Linked DNA regions of Pan troglodytes: region 2 is linked to region 1. The links are chromatin contacts, called in public Hi-C maps. All regions are on one chromosome and are shown on one strand. Each heading gives the region's core, a stretch centred on a gene start, on an enhancer-like site or on the middle of the called end of the contact. The rest is flanking DNA. Distances are from core to core; before and after follow the strand shown.

Evidence for each region. Hi-C and Micro-C count contacts between places; a contact is called where the count stands out from the background.
Region 2: a Hi-C map of induced pluripotent stem cells shows a contact between it and region 1, with 1.8 times the contacts expected there. The contact joins the promoter of CA10 here to the enhancer-like site in region 1. A contact is called at or near these places in 1 of 7 Hi-C or Micro-C datasets (induced pluripotent stem cells) and 1 of 1 datasets of contacts at active chromatin or transcription factors (stem cell-derived excitatory neurons).

The regions. Positions count from the first base shown.
Region 1 is chr19:64,507,772-64,512,613 of NHGRI_mPanTro3-v2.0_pri, forward strand. No RefSeq gene overlaps it. Among named protein-coding and RNA genes, the nearest start is that of UTP18, 110 kb to the left of the region's middle. Within about 2 kb of position 2,925, at least 10 of the 24 cell types and tissues checked have an H3K27ac peak or open chromatin away from gene starts, as enhancers often do. A contact at or near this core is called in induced pluripotent stem cells, where this site is marked.
Region 2 is chr19:65,301,313-65,306,154 of NHGRI_mPanTro3-v2.0_pri, forward strand. It overlaps CA10 (carbonic anhydrase 10), which reads right to left and starts at 1,952. Exons shown (of 9, transcript XM_001171455.7): 1 at 910-1,952. The coding sequence starts at 970.

The sequences.
Region 1 (4,842 bases), core at 1,675-4,174:
CATTCTCCCAAAGGCTGGCTGTTTCTGTGAGCACATTCCCAGCCTGCCAGCCTCTTTTTTTCCCTACAGGTGTATGGGATTCCTAAGGGGAATTGGACATAGCCTTTTATGCCCCATTCTTATGTGGCAGGAACTTTCCTTCCGTCCCTGTGACTCTTCTCAGGGCTCCTTTGACTGCTTTGGGAAACTCTGGGTTTACTCTTCAAATCCTGGATGGGGAAGCCAGAGGGCTGGAAAGCAGGCTGGCCCTGGTGATGGCCAGCTCTGCATCACTTGGCCATCTCACCCACAGTTTGGAGTGGAAAGAGGTCCAGTCACCTGACTGTGGGTTCTGGGGAGTCAGAGCCAGGGCAGGTCCGTGTTCTGCTAGGGGCTGGGAGAAGGCCTGCATCATACACAGTTAGTGGGCAGTACATGAAGGCAGTGAGGAGGTGTGGTATGCCCGCTGCCTTTCACAACTGCAGAAATGGTCACTGATTTCTTTCATCCTCCTCAGTGGCCTTGAAGCCCCTGGACAGAGCAATGCATCGGTGCTGGCTCTCAGAGATTTGTGCCAGCAGCAGGATGGGTTTTCTTTCCTGATTCCGTTTCTCCCTGGTTGGTTATTAGCACACCTTTTTCCTCCTGATTGAGAACGGCTTAAGTGGGAACTGCTACAGCTAGGGGCAGCATCTCTGGTGGCATGCTGGTGGCAGGGGGAAACCAGATGGGGAGGAAGAGCCAGTCAGGAGACATGTGGCTAATCACCTGTGGACCCAGGAGGATTCAGCTACTCAGTTCCTAGCCTCTCCAATTATGGATTCCCTATCCTGTTCTTTTCACAGTTCATACTTTTTTCTTTAAAGTAAAAAGTAACATGCATCACCATCTGTGAAAAGAAGGGGAAAAATAAAACTGAAAAAAAAGGTAACATGCAACATTAAACATCCTTCTCCTAAAAGTATATCTTACTATCTGCCCGTTCATCCATCCATCATTAACAGTGGCTGACATGTGAATGTTTACCAAGTGCCAGGCACTGTGCTCTGAGGTTTGCAGAGGAAGTCCCTATAGCCATTCTGTAAGAGATGCCACTGTCGTCCCTGTTTTTAAGGTGAGAACATAAGATACATGGAGGTTGAGGAATTTGCCTAAGGTCACAAATTAGGAAGTGGCAAAGCCAACCAGGAACCCCGGCAGCCGGGCACCAGAGCCCAAGCTCTGAACCGCTACTGGGCCATCTGCTTCTCTGCTTGTCAGTGGCATGGAGAGATGTCTGCAGAGACTTGCCCCGTATACTAATGCTGGTAGTTCAGAGTGGCTGCATTTGGGGTGACTTTTGACTTTAGTCTTTAAATTCTTCAGTCATGTTTCAATTTTTTTTTTTTTTTTTTTTTTTGAGACAGAGTCTGGGTCTGTCGCCCAGGCTGGAGTGCAGTGGCTCAATCTCAGCTCACTGCAACCTCTGCCTCCTGGGTTCAAGCGATTCTCCTGCCTCAGCCTCCTGAGTAGCTGGGACTACATGTGCGCGCCACAACGCCTGGCTAATTTTTTGTATTTTAGTAGAGACGGGGTTTCACCATTTTGGCCAGGATGGTCTCGATCTCCTGACCTTGTGATCCACCCACCTTGGCCTCCCAAAGTGCTGGGATTACAGGCATGAGCCACTGCACCCGGCCTAAATTTGTAAATGATGGGCATGTATCATTTTTATAATAGCTAAATAAAAAAACCAGTTGCAGAGAATCCCCAAAGCATATGATTTGGGGAATGGTAAACAGAGAGCAGGACGTTTTTTTTTTTTGGTGGTGGGTGGCGGGGGCAGACAAAGGAAAGGTCTTTGGAAGGAACTCTGATTTTGACCATCATCTCGTGGTGCTCTTGGGAGGCTCATCATTGGTTGGGTCCTCCCCCATTGCCTTGTTGTCTCTCTGCCACAAGATGGCAATCACAGCACAAGGATGGATGGGCTTGCAGCCTCCAGGAAGGAACACTAAGCGTCTGTCTTCCAGCTACAGAGAAGTCTCCCTAATGCATAGTTGGGGGAAGGGGCTTTTAGAGAGGGATTGAAAAGCTGACATCCCCTGCTGACCCAAACTCCAGGCAGTCCGGCAGTCATAGTCAGACGCTTCCATTTGCAGTAACCCATAGCTCTTCCCAGAACAGAGCTACATTGTGCATTTTGCTTTCTGATGAAAGAGATATAGAGACAAAATGACACAGAGGTTTCCGGGCATAGAATGAGGCCAGTGAGCCTGGAGAATGGGTTATTTGTAATCTGTGGGGTTATTTATTCTGTGATGTGTATAGATTCTTTTTGTTCCTTGAGTAGAAATTGGTGCTGGTCTTCTAGATGCAGAGGTTACAAAGCAAATCCCAGGGTAGGCAGCCAGTGGCTTTCTCTGGGGTCTTCCCAGGTGGATATCTGGGTAGGGCAGCTTCCACTGAGGCTCAGCTTTTGGGATGATTCCTAGGGAGGAAGACTATCAGGAAAAAGACTGGGGCTTGGTTCCTGTGGATAGGTGCATACGCGAATGGAGAGGAAACTTTGAGTGAGGACCATGGCATTTCTACCACCTGAGATGCCCAGCTGGGCATACCTGGATTGGACTCAGGCAGGGGAAGTGAAGGCAGGACTCCTGTATTAGTTAACACTAGTGGCTATAACAGATAAAACTTAAAATCTCAGTGGCTTACCACAATAGAAGTTCATTTCCTGCTTGTGTAATGTTCAAAATGGCTGATCCCTGATCAGCTAGTGGGTAATTCTTCCTCAAATGGTGATAGAAGCACCCAACCTCCTTCCAAATTGGGACTCTTCCATTTTCAACACGTGGCTTCTACAGATTCTTACAAGAAGTAGAAAGAACATGGAGGAGCACACACGGGAGGCATTCCAGCCAGGCCCAGTGGGGATGGAAACATCACTTCCGCCTTCATTCCATTGGCCAGAAATGAGTCATGTGGCCATCCCTAACTACAAAAGAGGCTGGGAAATGTAGTCTAGCCTGTGCCCGGGAGAATGAGGAAGTAGGTTTTGTGTATAACCAGCCAATTTCTGTCCCAGACTCATTCTTTATGTGGATGATAGAGTTTATCCCAAATAAATAATCAGGTTTGCACACACAGATATTCATGCACAAAGATGTTCATTGCTCTGTTATTATAAAAGTAAATGTTTAGAATCAATGTAAATGTTTATCTATAACGTGTTAAAGAACTTATAGTCTATTCACACAAAAGTGTCACACAGAAGTGTTGGAGGCAGACCCCAAAATCATGTGGTAGAAGAACATGTTGGCCCTTCAGACATCACAGTGCTTTGTTAAGTAGCAATCCCAGGAAGCCTTGGGGTTCACGTGAGGCACAAATAAATTCAAATAGGCAATACCTATTTTCACTTAAATGTTCTACGACTTAGAGTCATACACAAAATATTTACTTTAAATATAACCCTTTAAAATATTCTCTCTGTATTTCTAAGAACATATTTCCTCGAAAGCAAAATGTACAATTGAATTATATTGCAGACTTTGTAGGAGACTATTTAATTCACTTTTTATCTCCCTGGTTCAGTCTCTGACTCCCACCCTGAACCACAGCATCACAGGGCAGAGACTGTGTCAGGCTTGTTTACTGCTCCGCACACAGTGAGGCGCCTATAGCAGACATTTGGTAAATATTTATTGACTAAAGTTGAGTTGAATGAGATGATGTCAAATGAAAAAACAGCTGGAGTAAAAACAAGGGAAAACCATGAATGTATGGTATGATGCCAGCTATGTAAATAGAAGTTCATATATGCATATGAAAAGACTGCAAGAGAGCATTTCAGCACAATAGGATTGCCTCTTGTTCTTTCACTTAGGGTTTCCTTTATTTTCCATTTCTTTTACAGTGAACCATTTGCATAATCATTTACAGCTATCATTTACATAGTCAAGATTAAAATTTAAAAATGTTGCTGTAGGGACCACAGATGTACTTCGGGGAAGGTGTCACAGGGTGAGGGCTACAATACTTCCTGGAGGTGATGGACAGGTAGGTGTAGGAGCTACTTACATCATGTATGCTTAGACCCTTGGTCTGGGAACTGGGCCAGAGCCCAGGCTGGATGCAGGGAGCTGGGAGCACTTCTTTGTCGCATCTTCATCCTGAACCCCCTTGACTCTCCGTTTGAAATGTGAGCCTGTCCTTCATCTGTGCTGATGGTAGTGTAGGTTTCACCTTGCGGGAGAGGTGTGGGTAGGCTGTCATCACAGGTTGGGTAGGTGGTTTTGTATCCCTTCTGGAAGGCTCCCCACCCTCCTAGGTTTGCCAGTAAAATACAGGACAAAGGTTGAATTTGAATTTCAGATAAACAATGAACAATATTTTAGTATAAATATGTCCTAAATATTGCACTCTTTGTATAACATCACCAAACTAAAGAGCCTTGTTTTGGTGAAATGCCTGCTTTGTAAACAATGGAGAAGTTGCACAAGCCTTGTCGGTGGGTACCCCATGTCCAGTAACGTCAGCTTCTTGACTTACTCTGCACACTTCCCTTCCCTCTTCTCAGTCTCTACCTCCTTCCCACAGGACTGCCAGCAGCAGCATCTGAACCAAAGGCTGCATTGCCTGTCTCAGGGTATGTGACTTCAGGATGTTTTTCCTGGAGAAGCCCACCTGGGGTGAATCAGACCCTGAAAACTCCTATGGGTAGCTTTTGAGGGTTCATCCCTTCCTGGACAGCTCCTTTTTTCTGGCCAACTGTGCCCCTTATTGGGTTGCCATCTCCTAGGCCTCTCTTTCCCCAGGTCCTCCTCAATAAGGTTGCAAGTTTCCCAGCTTCTCCTGGAGTCTCTTTTCTCTGAAAGCAGC
Region 2 (4,842 bases), core at 702-3,201, 790 kb after region 1:
GTGCCTTCAATGGGAGGAGCCACTGAACTGGGGAATACTGCTGGTCCAGGGGCTTTCCCCTTTCCCTCCCAGCTTCCTCCCAACCCCAATTCCCTGCATCAACAAAGACAGTGCTCAAGAACCAGAACTCGTCCTAACCCACTCAGGCACAGGTGTCCACAAGCCCAACCTCTTTCACCTCAACACCCTGAAATCCCGTCTGCTCTTAAAAGCACAGACAGGCCCAAGTAGACTGAGAGCTCTGAGCCAGCACATCCTTGCTACTGGGAATTAAGAAACACCGTGATGTAAAGTGGTATTTGTGACACTGTAGTGCTTTAACAAGAAAATTGGGGGGGGGGGGGTAGAGGAGGGTGTGCCAGCAGGTTTCAAAGCATCACAATCAGTCCTGATGTGTTTGGGTAAGGCATGGAGGACATATCTCTGATCCCTGCTGGTACTCTCCAGTCCCGCATCCTCCCGCAGTCTCTTGAAAGTGTTTAGATACCCGGGCAGGGCCCCGCGTCCATTTTGCCAGCCAGGAACCACCGAGTCTGGGAACTTTGAAAGCCAGGGGATGGGGGTGGTTGTTGCCAAGGCTCGGATTTCGGCGCCAGAGTTCTCAGCCAGGAAAGCAGTTGAAAATCAACACCCATCTGCCTCTTCTTTCTCATCCCCCACCACTTTTTCCTTCACCCTTCTAGGACTGCACACACATCCTAACCACCCCCCGCCCCCCACCCAACACACACACACATTCACACACCCTTGGGCTGAGAAGATTTTTGATTCTGAAGGCGGCAAACCCGCAGAACTGAAAGGGTCTCGCCACCCCTCTCTCTGCCCCGCGGCTACATACAATAAAACCCCATACACCCCAGACATCACAACATAATCCAAATCAGCCAGTGACTTCGGCGCGTCCCGTACCTGATATGCAGACGATGAAATTGGCTTGAAGAAGAAAAAGCACCTCCCAGACTATTTCCATCCTCTGATTCTCATTCCAAGTGCATCACTCGACGGGAAAACCGGGGGGGAAGGGGGGAGCCCGACACGGCACACACACATACACACTCGCACACACTTCCGAGCGAGTGCACACTCGCACTCCCACCCGACAGCCGGCCAGGGACAGTCACCCCCAAGATCAATATCGCAGTTTGAATTGTTCCGGCAAATCTCCCCTCGGGCTCGACGGATGTGCGCCCCAGATGTGCTGACACATGTCCGATGCCTCGCTGCCTTGGAGGTCTCCCCGCTCGCGTGTCTCTTCTCTTCGCACCAGCGGCGGAAACCGCACTAGCAGCGGCGGCGGCGGCGGCGGCGGCAGCAGCCACCTGAAGCCACCAACACTGGGCTCTTCCAGCAAAAACGAGACCCCGATTCGTCTGGCGCCCCAAGAAGACATAGACGATAGCCCCCCGCCGGGCCGCGCCGTGCAATTCCGGGCTCCCGGGAGCGCGTAGCTCGCTGGCTAAGCCCAGGCAGTCCGCGGCAAGTTGCCCTCGAAGTCCGCCCCCCTCATCGGGGCATGGTCGGAGGGTGGCTGCTGCGCTCCGGGGCCGTTCTTCTCCTGCTTCCGGGGGGCGGGGAAGGAGCAGACACAGCAGACACACAGAGAAAGAGAGGCAGGGATTATTGCCCGAAACCGCCAGCCGCCGGCAGCCTCCGCCGACCCTCCCTGCTCCCCAAGTCCGCGCGCAGCCTGCAGCCTCTCAGCCGGGTTCCGGCAGTGCGTCCAGGGCGCCGAGGGGAAGGGCTGGGCCCCGGGGACTGGGGCGCGGTGGGGGCACACGGACTCTCCAGGTCGCGCGCGCCCTTCCTGCTCCTCTGCTATTTTCCTGAACTCTTCAGAACCCCCAGTTGCCTGGCTTCCATCGCCCGCAACTAGCGCCGCTGCCGAGATTTTCCGCAGTACAACTGCAGGGGTCGTTATTTCCTCGCCTACGGATCCCTACGCTTCCCAACTCAGAGAGGAGGAGGACAGGTGGGGGCGGGAGGGGGAGGAGGAGAAGGAGGCTTGGCCAGGTGAGCGTCCTCGCCGCCGCCGGGAGTCCCAGCGTCAGCTCCGCAGCCCGGCACCCGGGGGCGGAGGCAGGAGGCCCGGGCGGGGAGGTGAGGCTGAGCGCGGCCATGAGGAGGAGGAGGAGGAGGAGGCTGGGTGTCACAGCTTCAGGCCACCTTGGCCGCCGCCTCGGCCCCAGTCCCTGGCAGCCGCCTCCGCACTCCGCCCCGCCCTGGCTGCCTCTGTTACCCTCCAGGATTTTCGAGTTTCTCTTCTTAAAAAGAACTTCGTGCTGCGGGTTCGGCGCGGGAGACCCAGGCAGGACTCATCCTGGGAGTGCTGTGCTGTGCTCTCCCTCCGCTGCGAAATATTGGAGATTTTTTTTTGCATAATTCATTCCCTGCCCTCTCCATTTCGTCCCTCTCATGCCCCCCCCCTTACCCCTTTCCGTTCCAGTGCCAGAACACTACTTACCCCAGAGTTCTTTTCTCTGCAGGTTCCTAGACCAGGTGCAACTCTTGCCTGCAAGTCCCTGCCTCCCTCCTCCCGAAAAGGGGGAACACCGCCTTTCCAAGTCCGGGTACCAGCAGCGGCTGCTGCCAACTGCGCCTTCGCCCAACTCCAGGAGGATCCGGGACTATTGGAAACCTGGGCTTTAGAGGAACGGGCTTCCCTTCTTGTCCTTCTTTTATTCTGCTTTTCTTTAGGGAAGCTCTAGTGCTTTGGAGGCTTTTGCTGGGCTCCAGGATACTTTCCGCCAACGACACTCAGCAGCTTCCACTGAAGGAGATTTCCCCACCAAACCCGCGCGCGCACGCACACACACCGAGCGCGCGGCTCTCCAGGGCCCCAGGGGAAAGTAGAGGCGGCGCGAGCACCACCCACCCACCCAGGCCGAGGCCAGGGGCAGCCAGTCCGCAGAAGGTCTCGTGGGGAGGCGGGCTGTCTACAACCTAGGAAAGACTTGCACCCGGTTGCAGTGTGGATGCAGGGGAATTGAAGAAAACCCTGTGCTCAGAACTGCTTGCCTAAGAGGGCTGGGAACGAAAGGGGAAAGACAAAATCTCAACAGATTTGTTTGCTTCCATCGCTGCAGTGGTGGTTTGCGAAAGCTCAAACCTACCTCTTTGGGGTTATTGAAGAAGAGGAGGGAGCGTAGAGGGAATCCCTGGGAAGATCCAGGATTTCTCGGCGCGCTTGTCCCGATTGGGAACTGTGACGTTAGGAGATTTTGCACAAGCGCGGATGAACACACACATAACAAACACAAACACACACATACCCCGCGGGGATTTTTTATCCACTTTTAATATTTGATGTTTAGAAGCTATTTCAGTATAAACCTCGGTCTAAGAACTGCACAAAAGATAGATAAGTGGAGATGGAGGAGGGGAAGGAAAGGGTGCCCGTTCATCCGCACAGAGTCAATCTAGTGAATCTTCCCGTGTTGATCCCAGCACCCAGGCTGTGCGGCATCTGAGGGTGCGGAGTGGGAGCTAAAGGAGTTACATTACAGTGCTCCCAGGGTTCTTGAAGGGACTCCAACTGCCCAGGAGTCTGGCGGGTCTTTTTGCTGAGTGGCGGGGAGAAGAGGGAGGAACAAGAGAGAACGTAGAGCAGATCAGCAGCTCTCTGAGCTCTCTGGGCTGGGCGGCTGCGGGAGCCAGAGCTACGTAGTCCCACCGACTCTAGGGATTCGAAAAAGGAATCGCCGGCAGACCTGCCTACTCTTAAAGAAGGAGATGTGGCCGTGAGATCTGTTCTGTGAAACAAAGGCCAAGGACTCTAGGTGGTCAACACATTAAAAATCTAGGCCCAGATGAAATAAATCCAGCATTCTTATGTAGGGAGCTTCCAGGCTCAGCAGGGAAAAGCATGAAACTTCAGAACATTAAAAGAATTCCGGATAGTGAGAATTAGCCCATTTGGGAAATATATGGGGGCGTTTGTCTCCGTGCCTTGAAAGTAGACTGCATGAAGAATTATTATTATTTTTTCTTTCTTTTTTCTTTTTTTTTGTGAGGAGAGAGGGAGAAAGAAAAAAAAAAAAGCAGTCTGACAAAGATGAGCAGATTCCAGCCTGGTGAGAGTTCAGAACCGTGGACAGCGACCTACCATCCCTGCTTGGGTGGGGAGATAGGCTGGCAGAAGAGGTCTCTCCTCTGGAAGCAGAAGCATGGTGCCTGAATTTTTATGTCACTACCCACTCATTTACTAATGAATTCTGCAATTATTATATATGTGTCAAACACTGTGGCAAGATGCTTGGGCTTTGTAATTGAAAATGCATTATCCTTGCTTTCAAAAAATCTGCAGACCATATATCCCTCTATATTCTGCTTTAAGAGCCAATGCCAGTAAAATAATACTTTATTTCCACCCTTTCAGTCTGCATACTCACCTCTAGCATTCCCAAAGAATATTTAATCTGTGATCTGCCACTAAGTGCTTTCAGTTTTTAAGAAAGGGACCAACTCATATGACAGTATTTGTTAGTTTAAAAAAAGTTTGAGTGTATTGATTGTTGTGTGTGAAGTATTATGTGTATTGATTGTTATGTGTGAAGATTATGTGTGAAGCATTCTGAATCCCTTACATAAATTATCTCATTTAATCATCATAATGTGACCGTGAGATAAATGTTATTATCACTTCCCTTTTACTGACAATAAAACAATACCAGGGTAGTTATTTGCCCAAGGCTGCACAGCTGCAAATCAGTAGTGTAGAGACCATAGCTGGAAAGTCTAAACTCAGAAGTCATGTCACACCACTTCCTTATATGCTCTGTAAAATGAAAAATATCATCTTGGGGAGGTTATTTTGCACTTAAAGAGAACAGAAGTACACATATG